Linked DNA regions of Mus musculus: region 2 is linked to region 1. A link is a contact called in public HiChIP or PLAC-seq data. All regions are on one chromosome and are shown on one strand. The core of a region is the stretch at or near the end of the contact, and the rest is flanking DNA. Distances in the headings are between cores, read along the strand shown. Region 1 holds the start of Adgra3 (adhesion G protein-coupled receptor A3). Region 2 overlaps Gm40300 (a long non-coding RNA gene).

What was found. HiChIP or PLAC-seq counts read pairs in DNA pulled down with a chosen protein or histone mark.
Region 2: an H3K27ac HiChIP or PLAC-seq map of embryonic stem cells shows a contact between it and region 1, with 11 read pairs. The contact joins the enhancer-like site here to the promoter of Adgra3 in region 1. A contact is called at or near these places in 6 of 484 Hi-C or Micro-C datasets (embryonic stem cells, muscle stem cells and psoas muscle), 4 of 115 datasets of contacts at active chromatin or transcription factors (craniofacial prominence and embryonic stem cells) and 3 of 9 other capture datasets (adipose tissue, liver and pancreatic islet).

The regions. Positions count from the first base shown.
Region 1 is chr5:50,056,515-50,063,387 of GRCm38.p6, reverse strand. Adgra3 (adhesion G protein-coupled receptor A3) reads left to right here and starts at 4,392. Exons shown (of 19, transcript NM_133911.1): 1 at 4,392-4,836. The coding sequence starts at 4,613. It overlaps LOC115490186 (a long non-coding RNA gene), which reads left to right and starts at 4,845. Exons shown (of 2, transcript XR_003955916.1): 1 at 4,845-5,254. It overlaps Gm36702 (a long non-coding RNA gene), which reads left to right. Exons shown (of 3, transcript XR_001784857.2): 2 at 1,304-1,427; 3 at 2,049-3,005.
Region 2 is chr5:50,118,655-50,125,527 of GRCm38.p6, reverse strand. Gm40300 (a long non-coding RNA gene) reads left to right here. Exons shown (of 3, transcript XR_868412.1): 3 at 272-2,818. Among named protein-coding and RNA genes, the nearest start is that of Gm40300, 4.3 kb to the left of the region's middle. Within about 2 kb of position 2,532, at least 22 of the 459 cell types and tissues checked have an H3K27ac peak or open chromatin away from gene starts, as enhancers often do. A contact at or near this core is called in craniofacial prominence and embryonic stem cells, where this site is marked.

The DNA of each region.
Region 1 (6,873 bases), core at 3,143-5,642:
GTCCTCATTTAAAAAGGTGACGTACAGTGACTTGCTGAAGGGCACTGTATCTCCTAACCAGTGAGCCAGAGCTGGGGCCAAAGCTGTGTAAGAGGCAGGATATCTGAGATAACACTGTGGATCCATCTGGGTCCTGGGTAATGACCAAGCACACATTCTAACACATGCTACGAAAACACTAAAAATACAAACCACAGATGTCATAATTAATAGATTACCATCCAAGCACACAAAAGTGAACTGAGAATGTCTGTTTAATTACTAAGGCTTACAAAAGGTGTTCCAGAGACCTTTCAAGTGCTAGCAATTGATGTTCTTTCCTGCTGTAAATTTAATCATGGCATTACACATTTCTATCTGATCCTAGAAGAATGAACTTTATCCATTTCACATTGGTTAACAATAGCTGGGAATTTATATTTGGCCACCCATAATGCTTATTTCAACAAAACTTATCTTTAGTCATCATGGCTGAGGGATAGCAGCAGATGTCTGAAACATAGAAATGAGTACATCTAAAATGTTGTAAATTATCAAATGCCGTTGAGTTGCTTTTGTGCCAGGACTGCCCTAGGTGGTAGAAAGTTATAACAATGGTGACATAAATGCAAGGATACTCACCACTGAGGGAAAGAAGTCCAGAGGCTTGAGTGGCAATTGACCATCATCTCAGTAAGCTGAATGCTTCTGTTTTTAAATACCCTTCTATGATTTAAAGTGTTCCTTGAGGCTTTTTGCCTTCTGATTACAAAACACACATTTCACCTCTAGGTTGCAAATGTCAGTGGTGGGAAAAAGGGATGGATTATTAGCATCCACTTTTCCTTTTTCCCTCATCTTCCTCTTAACAGAATCACACAGTAGGCTTTAGGCATGTTTGTTTGTTTGTTTGTTTGGGTGTTTTGCCTGCTTCTATGTTTCCATGTACGCAGTGCCTGAGGCAGTCAGAAGAGGGCATTAGATCTCCAGTGATTGGAATTACAGCTGGTTGTGAGCTTCCCTGTGGGTGTTGTGAATCTAACCATAGACTTCTGAAATAGTAATCAGTGCTCTATATCCCCAAGCCAGGTCTCTAGACAATAGGCTCTTTTAAAACAGATGACACATAGAAGTTTCTACAACTACTGTAGAATCTCTGAAGTCAAACTGATATTCATCAGTTATAAGCAGCTAGGAAGCACTGATCTGAAAGACTGAGAAATAGAATTTTTGGGTAAAATCTTGTCAAGCTTTTAGGTTAAATTTATACACACTTAAATTTATATACACTAGTGAACAGCATAATTGTTGATTCCTTTTGCAGGGTCATCTGCCACCAGTAGTTACAAGAATGGCTGGAAAGTGATGCACCTCAGAAAAGCTTAAGAGTGGCTTTTGGGCAGCAACCTGCCATGGGAAACAGGGACCATCAGGGAGCTACAACTGTGGTAAGGGAGAGCTAACATACACAGATGTAAAATTCAAACAGAAGGAAGTTATGCGCCAAGTTTAGATAATCATTAGACCCTGGATCTAAACAATCCAGATTCCAGAGGCACAAGATGGAGGAAAGAGAGAGAGTGATTTGAAAGGGGGAATCAAGAAAGGCTTCTAGAAGCTCATAGTCTGGTGACGGGAAAAGGTTCCTAAAAGGAACTGTTAGCAGTAAATTTAGATAGACACATTTATTATCTATGAACACATATATTAAAACATATTTTCATTACAGGTATTCACGCAGACATACACAGTTTATACAGTATTTTATTTTAAATCAAGAAAAACAAAGCATGTTTGATATCTCTTACAAACCTTACAAGACCAGCGGGTCTCAACTGGTCTCTAGACCAGTGAGTGTCAACTTGGGAGTCTCAACCCCTTTAGGGTTATCTATATTTAGATATTTACATTACCATTAATAATAGTAGCAAAATTAGAGTGTTGATGTAGCAACAAAACATGAGTGTCACAATATGAGGAACTGTATTAAAAGGGTTACAGCATTAGGAAGGCTGAGAACCACTGTTCTTGATGAAATGCTGAATGTGGTCCATACCCCCTCCTTAAAGCAACAGCCAACGTGATGCTGCCCTGTTCCTGTATGGTTACGAAGTAACATCTCAGTTTCTAGAACTTTCTGCTATGGGACAGTCACAGACACAGTGAGAACTCAAGACCCAGGAAGCCCTACAGTTTCAAATGTTGCCACGTGCTCCAGGCCTGAGGGAGGAGCAGCAGTCACTGGACCTGTCTGGCGAGAAGATGTCAGGGTGAGAGTAGCTTAATTCCAGCTTAAATTCTGGTGAAGCTGTCAAGCTCGGACTCCATCGTCCTCTGAGATCTATGCAGTTCTAAGGGAGGGCTCCATGTCCCGGTGCTTGCATAGACTCAGCGCTCGGCACACTCTGGGGTCTACAGTGTTGGGAATTTCTAAAGCCGGCTCCACTCTGTGATTTTTTTCTTTTAAATGACTTATTTTCAACACTCATCGGAATGACTTCTTTGGAAGAAAGCTGAGCTGGCCCACAGAATAGGATTGTTTCATCCATGTTTGTCTCTAGATTCATGGTCTTATTTGTGACCTACCCTTTCCTGGTGATTTTATATTTTAATATTCTCAACCATCGTGAAGTACAAATCTGACGCCAAACTTAAAGCGCATGCTAAGTACGTCTTAGAAGAGTCAAACACATTTACCTCCGTGATAGTTATCAACATTTTCATGTAGTCTATGATACGCCAGTCTATGGCTATATCAACAGCAACATGGCAAATAAAAGCTTTCAAATTATTATGGTAAGATTTTATTTTTATGGTGAGAACAGGTAATGATGACAGGTATTGATTTTATGGGAGGGGGAGGGGTAATCATCTTCATATAAATTCTACAGAAAGGTGACCAACCTCACTATAACTGAAAATATGAGTTTGTGACCTATAGTTAGTTGTAAATTTTAAGTGACTTAATAATGGCTATGATTTCTTACTTTTCTTAGCCACTGTAGGCACAGACTTGTGCTGTTCAACACATATGTAATAGCATTTAAAGCTGAATTTAATAAAAGTGAAATTGAATAAAAACCCCACTTCCTACAGAATTGTAGATAAATTTTAAGCTCTAGATAGCCACCCTTAACTAACTTGGATACTATAGGTCTGGATCCCTCTTTTCCTTGTCACATGCCAACTTCCAGAGCCAGAATAATTCTCTCCTCATTGATGTATTAGTAGATGCTATATGCACCACTGTGTTTAGATATTAGATAGTTAAATCTCAAGAAGTATCAAGTGATGCACAATTCGCACTTATCTAAGTGTCTTGGTAGCTTATTTACTATGGAGAACGCCAAATACATATATCTGGGACATGATCTTGGAAATTTTTTTTCGGAGGTCTTTTTAGATCCAAGTTAAAAAATGCCTGCCATGGACCCTGCTTCTCTTCCAGTTCTCTCGATGTAAGATCAAGCAGCTGGAATAACCACTCCTGTCTCTGTGACAGCCTAAGGGTGGCTGTGTTGGGAGGGACGGATAGGCTGATTGGGCACAGGTGTGTACACAGGTGCCACGCCCCACCTGTTGCTGAGTGGAACCAGTATAGGAAGCAAGGCCAGCAGGGGATGGACAGGCCACTGGCTGTGTCCACGGGCTGTGATCACGTGCTCCTTACCTGCTAAGTTACAGGGTTGAACTCCAAAGTACGCGAGGTTTCTGTATACCAAGTTGCTCCTTCCTGGATGTTAAGGAAGTCTGTTTCTCAAAGGAGAATAAAACTCATTTTGTTGGCTTGTATAGTCTCTATAAACTTAAACATAGGGTAGGAGAACCCTGGTCTTGCAAATGTTAGGGTGGGGTCTGCGGTCTTTGGCATGAATAATAAAATTCAGCTTGGGTTTCTTGGCTGCTTCGTCACTGTTGCTCCAACTGGTTAACATCTGATCTACCTGTGGACTCAGAAATTTCGGTTGAATGGTCCCCATGCATCCTCAGCCTGCCCACAGCTGCTTCAGGCCAGGGGCAGCTTCCGAGTTCAGTTTATTGGGAAGAAACCTGTTTCTGGCTCTGGCGGATAATGAAACTTTCTACCATGGCCTTTCTTTGGAAAGATTGGTTTCAGGCTCTTTCCCCTCGTCAGGTTGGAGAAAGGAACTTCACCCCCTCCAGCCAGGGCTCTTAGGGGCGTGCAGGGCGGCTTTGTCTGCCAGGCGGCGGCGCCAGGAAACGTGGAGCAGAGCCGCAGGGCTGCTGGAGTTAGACTAGTCTAGAACTTTCTTCCGCTGGGTCCAGGAGCAGCGGAGTTCCGGCCAGGACCTGGGGGCGTGCCCGGGTCGAGGTCGGGTCGGCTGCGGGCCTGAGAGCGCGCGGGGCTGGGGTGGGAGGAGCGGTCGCGCGGGGAGGAGCCGGCGGGAGGAGGCGGCGCTCCCGCGGGCCGAGCGGCGAGCTGGGACCCGGCGGCCCTGACCCCGCGGCTCCGCGGAGGGCGAGCGCGGCCGCGGACAAAGGAGCATGTCGTCGCGAAGCGGGACCGATCCTCGGGCCGCCGGGAGGCTCGGGCCACCGCCAGGGCCGCCCCGCCCCGCCGCCGCCCGCTAGGCCGGTGCCGTCTCTCGGCCCCGCAGGCCCGGTCAGCGGCATGGAGCCGCCGCCGCCGCTGCTGCTGCTGCCGCTGGCGCTGCTCGCTCTGCTGTGGGGAGGAGAGCGCGGGGCCGCGGCGCTGCCCGCGGGCTGCAAGCACGACGGTCGGGCCCGGGGTACCGGCCGAGCGGCCGCCGCCGCCGAGGGGAAGGTGGTGTGCAGCAGCCTGGAGCTCGCGCAGGTTCTGCCCCCGGACACGCTGCCCAACCGCACGGTCACCCTGTGAGTAACCCACGACGCCCCGCTGCCCTTTCCTGGGCTTCCCTCGCTCCCGGGTGCGCGGAATGGGCGCGGGGGTCTCCCGGGTATACACGCTCCTTTGTGTGCGCGCGGCGGCGGGCTGGGGGTGGTGCTGGAGAAGCCCTGTGGCTTAGTGTGGGACCAGGGTGGCCCATCGCCTTCGCAACCGCCTCTGTTCCCCCTCTGCTAGTTTTGCAAAGAAAAGTTTTCGGGGTTCCCGGGAGCGTCCCATGCCATCCCTGCTTTTGCTGTGCTCCGGCCGCCGAATACCACGTGAAGATGCTAATAAACACTCAGTCGGTGCAGTCCAAGCTCATTCATCCTGGCTCGGGGCTTCTGGGGAACACCCTGTGTGCTCCGAAGTCTTCATCCTAACTGTGGAAATGAAGTTGCACCTGAGGTAGATCCAGTTTGCAGGACGCCACAGTTTAGGGTGGCTCTGTGTGGTCTCCAAACCTCTACGAAGCTCTCGTCGCTTTCTGCCTTACTTTTAGTGCTCTTTCAGAACAACTTTTAGAGTTACTAATTTCGGAGAAATGTAAGATAAAAGTTGTCCAAGTCCATTTCAGCCCCATACTGAAGTCGGAGAGCTCTCGGGAAAGCCAGGAACTTCGGGATTGAAAACAGTGTGTGTTGAGTGAGCCCTCCAGAGGTTGGAAGGACTTCGGGTTTTCAGTGTGGGTTTCCACCTGGAAGGAAAAGTTTGGTAACTCAACTGTGCTATAGGATCCAGGGTTCAGTCCTGGAAACGTGGTTCTTTGTGCCAGCTGGACAGAGCGGTTGGCCCAGTGACTTTAGATTCAGTTTTCTGTGAAAGATGAATTGGTCTGGAAAAGTTTGAGTCACAGTGTTTGTAGCGGGTATTTTGGCAGGCTGAAATCTGAGTCCCTGGGCGTCTTGCTTCCCTATGTTGTTTTGGTAGGTTTCTTAAAAAAGAATCAAGGCTGCCACTATGCATACATAAAGGAAAAGACATGTGTGATCAATGAACCCACTTAAAGTAGGATTTTTAATGTAGCCTAACTATACGGAAGGATATTTGGTGGGATAGCCTAGTCACATAGCCTAGTCAACACCTTTATTGACTTATTTCCATCCCCTCCCTCCCTTCCTTTCTTTCTCTCTTTCTTCCTTTTTTTGATAAGGAGACATTTAACACAAGAAACTGTGTTTTCTGCTCACTCGGGTTGAAGATGGGTAAAGTAGTTTTCGTTTTCTTGGGCTCTTACTGACTCAACACTTCGGTGTTGCCTTTGCCATTTGGCCGACGTCAGGAGTTCTATTTATTTAGGTTTTGGCCAGATTTGAAGTGAACAAAATTGTAGGCACCTTAATTAAAGTCTAAGTCTGGTGGAGAAAGGCCCAGTGTTGGAGAAGTCCCCTGTGACTGGAAAAATTAGTCACCCAAGTGACTTAAGTAGTGACTGGATAAACACCCCAGTGCTAGGTCAGTGAGCGGCACTCAGCCTGATTCCTGTTTGCGTTTACTTGTCCTGAAATGGATCCATTATACGGAAGGTATTGGCAAATTTGGTGATATTGCTGTACAAAATCACCTTTTGCCCTATTATCAATTATTGCATCAGATTTTGCATGCGTATAGCCATTTAAGGCCTTTGAAATGTCATTTTGATCCTTGTTTATGTCTGAAAGCTGGTTAGATAAAAATAAAATTAATAAAATTAAGTGACCAGCAAGTAAGTAAAGGCTCAGTTAAGCCACTGCTGAAGTATGGTCAGAGTATTCCAAGCCTGTTGGAAGGGCTCCTAGGCTACTTGTTTCATATTGCTAGACAGGCTTTCACAAGAACGGTGGGTGAAGGCAGATCTAAGTTCCCATAGTGGTTGTGTGTCTGGTCCTGGTCCCAGATTCTTGCCCTGCAGTTGAGATGTGTCTCATCAGATGCTCACACCTGCCTTCATCTTTGTTAGTTCAATGTTTTTTTGCCTTCAGGGGATTCTTGGTAGAAGACGCTGTGTGGAAGTTTGGGTTGTCTGTTAGTTTCCTAAGGCTGCTGTA
Region 2 (6,873 bases), core at 1,283-3,782, 64 kb before region 1:
ATAAAAACCAAGAGTGTGAACTCAGGTCCTGATGTTTACCCAAGCACTCTTACTTACTGAGGTTATCTCTCAAACTCCAGGGGTCTTAAGATTTAAAGTATGAAAAGGTAGCTACACATTGGACAAAAGGAATGAATTGGAGTGGTGGGACTTTTCATTATGCCAATTAAGGCACAGCTACTTCCTCCTGGTAAAGTTGGATCTTTTTATAGAGTTTTTTTTTTCCTTTAATTCTAATCTACTCTTTTGTTATACAATTTCTGGTCAAAAGAATAAGGTCTGAACTGCATCTCTGGCCCTGCATGGAGACGTGACATTCTAAACTGCTGGGAAGATTATAAGATTACTGTGTAGTGGAAAGCTCTGTGGTAAAGAACAAAGACACACCATCATTTTCGCTTAGGAGCTAATCCAAATGGTCCTGTCAATCACCGGAACAGGAAACTGACCCTCAGCCAAGCTATCTCTTCTGGGAAATTGGAACACTATAAAGCTACCTAACATGGAGGATGCTATAGTAGTTCCTTTAGGCATTGTCTATACTTACCCCTCAAAATTTTTTCCTATACAATGGTCTCACTGGCATTCCATCTTATGAAGCTGCCTAAATCAGTTTAGGTATTAGAAATTGAAAGTTCCAAATTTGGGCCAGCAATGTATATTTAGGCTAGTTTTGCATTGAAAGGTGAAGGAGAGTTACCAGTTTCAATTCTCCTAATTGGAGCTCCTTTAAGTTAACCCTCAAACAGGCCAAAGGAGTGTCTTTTGGTTCAGAAATTTTGGACCCCATGTTGAAGCTGAGGACCAAGGTACAAGCAAGGATCAATGTCCAGTTATGCAGAGTGTGCTCCACAAATGAAAATGACCAGATCCTCCTGGAATGCAAAGTGGCACCTTCAGCCTGTACAATTTCAAGGTTAAAGCTTGAGGAGGGGTGCAATGAATGTGTGGTCTCTCTGCCAGTGGAAAAATCTCCTGTACCTTCAACATAGTGGGCGATACAAAAGCTCTATTGACCCTGAAACCTGTTATTAGTAGTCTCATTGACTCATACATAAACTAGAGCTGTGTTTATTCATGGACAGTAGGTAGTTTGTAAGAAATACATGGATTAAAATGTTAACTGGGTTGATTTATGGCATTAGAATCATCAAGAGCTTGTTCTATATCATCAGTGATGATGAGTTGAGTAAAGGAAGCTGGTTTCCATGGCTTATGGATCCCAAGGTAAGCAGATGCAAAGAAAAATAAATCAGATTGGTCCTCTCAAAGCTCTCTTTCATGAACACTTAAAGCAGAGAGACATCCCTAGTGTGTTAGCAAAGCTGACCTGTTCAGGTGTATGGTTAGTGGCTCTCTCTTGATTTCTGAGATCAAGAAAACAATACAGTTTTGGCATAGTGATTGAAGTGGGGCTTCAATATGAGAGACATTTTGTCTTGGAATATTGGGCCTAGAGTAGGAGCTCAGTTCATTGCCAGTGACCTTAGTAACTGTTATTTAGAGGTAGTCAATAAGAACTGTATATTGTAAGAGGAATTAAAAAATTAAAAAAAAAAACATTTTAATGAGACAAAGGTTAGAGAGTACCAAATTCTCCTTGAATCCCAGTTTAAATCATCAAAACCCTTTTTTCCTTTAATTCTTATTAAGCTGTTCTTCATGCTACTTATTTATTCTGGGTTGAAAGATTAGTATCTGAGCTGTGTCTCTGACCTTGAGTGGAGACAAGACTTTTATCAAATGTCCTTAAAATAATAATTATTACTATTATTATCATTATTATATTATTACTTTGTTTAGTGAGGCTTAGGTCTAGACCCAAAGGAAATCTAAGAATATGTGGTATTCATTAAGATATGGGGGAAAACTCTACCTTATCATCATGAGTTGACAGACTTCAATAAGACATTTGAAAGTATTATGGGTGCCACATCAAATTTGAGAGTCAGGTATTAATACTAGGTAAACACTGAAGATACGGTTCTTACCAAAAATTGCATCATCTCTAAAGGAGTCACATGGTTGTCTGGACAGAACTGCATTCTAGTTCCTGCTTCTCTGAGGACTTTAATTTTAGTGTTTTATTGCACAAGAATAGCTAGTTTTCTCTTGAACATTTGCTGTGGAGTTTTCCTTTGTTGTGTAAATTTAATCCTATTTAAAAAGTCTTTGACTTCAAGGTGTTTCTACAGAAAAGAGTGAATTCCTCAGAAGCGGGCCGCTCAACTAACAGATAATCTAATCCAGGTTTTTTGCACTAGCAATACAATGGTGAGAAAATATTCAGGAAAATTCTCAAGGTTTTAAAACTTATAACACAGTGTGGATTTCCCTCTGTGGGAGTCAACCTAAAACTGTGTGTTTTTGCAGGCTTGACTACAGACAGTTGCAAAGGCTAGCAGACCACACAGGGAGAAAACTGCCTTCCTTGTTACAGTGACACTGGAGGCCCATTAAGAGAAAGCTATTTCCTCTTGGACTAGAGAAAGGAATCTACCTCTAGTCTGGGTGGAGACCTGACATTCCAAGTTGCAGGAAACAGAGTTAATCCCCTTGGGCTAGTCAATTACACAGCTAAGGAACCACCCCTTAGGAAGGCCTTAAGCCATGCTAAAGAAACAAGGGGAACGATTATCCTTTAATGAGATAATGTACTTTCCATTCCAGAAACCCTGCCTTCAGTAGAGTAATTGAAAGGAAGTCTTGAGATGCGGTTAAACTTGCCTGCCTTTTGGTGATCTAAGAAAGGTGTGACTTTTCCTCTTGCTTTACCAGTGTCTCTTTCTTTCAGATGCTGGTGAGGGCCAGGGTATGCTTTTATTTAAAAAATAAATAAATAAATAAAAATAAAAATAAATAAAACTTTCTCTAGAGTCCCCTCTCCCCCTTTTGTCATGTGACTGCTTGCCAAACTTCCATGCCTAACTCAGAGCATCATGGTCTCTCTCTTCCACTTCTCCAGTTCCCTCCTCTAGGCAGCTGTCACGATTTAGAGCTCACCTGTCCTGTGTTTATTCTAATCACTAATAAGATCCTCTTCTCGTTTCCTTTTGATTTCACACTTAAATTCTTTTATTAGCAAGACTGAGAATCCTTAGAGAGTAAGCCTTAACTTCTTGTGAATTATATGGCACTTCAAAATTTCTGGTGCCATCCAGAATGAATGGTAACTCTCCGAAGGGAGCTGCAGGCAAGAACTCAGGTTCGTGCTCTGTAAGTAGTGCATTTCTATCCCCTGTTCACTCACTCTTTAGCTATCATCATCTGGGACCTTGTGCAAAAGTAGTCTCAGGTGCCTCTGCCAAGGCTTCCATGTAAGGGAGAAAAGAATAGAAATGCTTCCTCCCTTACTCTGCCTGAGCACTTTAAGAACATAAGACTTCACTATGAGTCTCTGTCTGTCCCTCTGTGCCTGTCTGTCTCTATCTCCTGTCTGTCTCTATCTCCTGTCTTTATCTATCTCTCTGTATCTGTCTCTCATTAGGCCACACTCCCCTGCATTCTGTCCCCTTAAAAAAAAAGGAATGACAAAGGCCCATTGTGACTATGACAGCACTCAGCCTAGGTGGAAAATGTTAGGACCAAGGCAACTTTAAATTATCCTAAATAGTGCCTACCTCTGTGATTCAAGGTTTGTAGGCCAGATCATATGATAGAAAGCTTGCCCACTCCTCATCCCCTCACAAACATCTGAGTCAGAAACTCTTTTTTTTTCGGGGGGGGGGGCGGGATTTGAAGAGAAGGTTCTAACTCTTTCTCGTTTAATAGTACCATTATGGTTGGCAATGGCCATGATGCTATAGCTCTCCTGCTGTTTTGGAAACTGACGAATCTGTTTGGGAATCCCATCGCACTTGCTATACATGGTGGCTATCGTGCCTGATGAAGCACCTCCTCAGACATGAAGCCCTGTTCACCTAGTTCAGGGCCCTATCTCTTATTAAAGTTCATCTAACTGGTAATCGCTGTGTCAGCACCTTTCCTTGAGCCTGTTCATCATCCTTGGAGCTTTCTCTTTCTTCCCTCTACACTTTTACCCTAACATCAGGGTCCATAAAAACACCACAACCTTTTGCTTAGTCCTCCCTCAGCAGGGAGTAATCTCATATATGTGACGATCCATAAGACCTGGAGCTTGTTTGGCATGTTCATGCTACTGTGATTAAATATCTGATATAAGCCAGTGCTTCTCAAACTTTTCCCACTCTCAAGCCTTTTAGCCCAATTAGCCCAAAAAAGTTTGTGTGACCTCAAATTTTATACACATATAAACAAATCACCTTCATAAATATATGTATATATAGATATATAAGAAGCATTTGCTGATAATGCAACCATTCTTAATTTTAGCATTTATTAAAGACAAAATCCAATTTGCATGCTAATGAGATGGATGTGCTTGTTGATTTTACACAAAGAATTAAATCTCTTCTTCTATTTGATAATGTAGGAAGTGGAGCATCTCTGCTTGGTATTATAATTGTTAACATTCAGAATGACACTTTATATAAATACACAGAACAAATCAGAAAAAGCATATTCAAGACCATTTCATAAATTTTTGGCAACTCTGCCATAATCCCAAGCCAAAATTCATTTAAGGATTAAAAATAAAAATCAAATGAACAGTTAAAGCAACAATTTTTAAAAATCAAACTTTCTAGCATAATAGATTTCAAACATGTACTAACTTGATACCTACATGTTCGGAAATGATGTAGGAAAATAATAACAAGCTTTGTTTTCCGTATTAAATGACTGTATTTCTCCTAGAACAGAGAACTTGGTATATATAGCTAAAAATGACTGTGATACTGACAAACTCAAATCTGAGTCCAGGTGTTTCAGACAATGTGGTTGTTTTGTGGTATGATGGCATGTGTAGCACAAAAATGCATGCTTGTGTGTTCAGAATAGAGGCTATAGTAATGTCATATGACAACATTGGTGAGAGCTACCAGAGATTCATAATGCATTTGATTGTTTTAAAACTGAATTCTGGTCATTCCATACTCAGAGACCTTTCATTGCTCTTCTGTTATACATTGCCTTGATGTTCAGTTATGTGACCCTATATGAGGGTCACAACTGGTAGTTAAGAAGCTATGATATGACAATTTATATGATGAAAGATGTATTTTAGCTTGTAGTTCCAGAGTATTAAGCCCATGTTTTCTTGGTTCTGTGCACCTGGACAGATCACAGAGTGACAGCAGTATCTGGTGAGTGGTGGGAGTCCACCTTCTCCTCCACAAAGGCAGGAGGCAGATGTCACTTTCAATGACCTACTACCTAGAGATAGTTTCTAAAACATTCTGAAATTGCACCACCAGCTGGAAACCAAGGATTTAAGTGATGATCTGATAAAGAAGATTTCATATTCAAATTTTACCAAGGCACTTGTGATGGTTTGTATATCATTGGACCAGGGAGTGGCACCATCTAGAGGTGTGGCCTCGTTGGAATAGGTGTGACCTGGTTGGAATGGGTGTGTCACTGTGGGTGTGGTCATAAGGTCCTCACCCTAGTTGCCTGGAAGTCAATCTTCCACTAGCAGTCTTTGGATGAAGACATAAAACTCTCAGCTCTACCTGCACCATGCCTGCCTGGATACTGCCATGCAACCACCTTGATGATAATGGACTGAACCTCTGAATCTGTAAGCCAGCGTCAATTAAATGTTGTTTATTAAGACTTGCCTTGGTCATGGTGTCTGTTCACAGCAGTAAAATCCTAACTAAGACAGCGCATGTTTCAAAAGGCTAAAAATGGAGCAGGAATTGTTGGTGGTTTCTCTAGTTTTAGCTTTTGCCTATTCAATCTTCTTGACTTTCGACCCAGGTTTACTTTTACTTTGAGCTGGATGCTTGAATTCAGTAGTTTGGTGATACCTGACAATTCAGCTTTCCAAGCTCTGCTGAGTTTTCTGTCACCCTATTGGAATATTCCAGTTGCTACACCTCAAGCAATATAAGGAAATCAAATCTGAAATTCCCTATTCCAGTTTGTCAGGAATGATATAACAAAGAAGACAGAATTGACTCTGATCAAGGGAGTATTACCGGCAAGTATTATGGTGTAATCTATGGAGCAGAGACTCTTTATATGACTTTATATTGCAGCACAATATATCAAATGTATTTGTATTTAAATATAAAAGAAACAGAACATACTTTTCACAATCAATTTTATCCACCAGCCATTCATTAATATGACTCCATAAGAAAGTTGCTGGTTTCAAGTAACAGCAAACTCAGCACAGTGACTAAAGTAACGAAGAGAGTGTGGTTCATTTAAATGACAGACCATAAAGTAAAAGATACTCTAGGCATGAATAAAATATAATCAGTCAACATGTCAGTCCTGCTGTGATCCTTCAGGCTATCTTTTTCTTTGTGTTCCTCTCATCTGTAGGCACACATTATTAATACACAAATCAATTTCATACTTATGGGCCAGCCCATGTGAAACTAAAGATGGTGTCTTTCCCAGCCTTTCATCTGTCTGATTAGTCTAGATTTGGTCATACAACAATTCCTGAATGAATCCCTTTGGCCAAAGAGTGTATGGTGCCAATTCCCTTGTGGTCAGCTATAACTGTTTGTCTTTATTTGTTTCTCAGACCTAATGAGTAGTCATTATTATCCCAGAAATCATGTGAAAGGCAGAGAATAAGTCAGAGGTTATTGAGAAGTGAATGAAAACTACTGGTAACCTAAAATGTCAAGTAAATGGGAGCAACAAAGAGTCAAATGTGCCTTTCAGCTGTCTTTGAAATTGATGTTTTATGGAGGAAAGGAGAATAGCCTTATCTTGGTGGTTGTCTTCCCACAAAGGCATTGGTTCGAAAGACTCAGCACAAAGGAACAT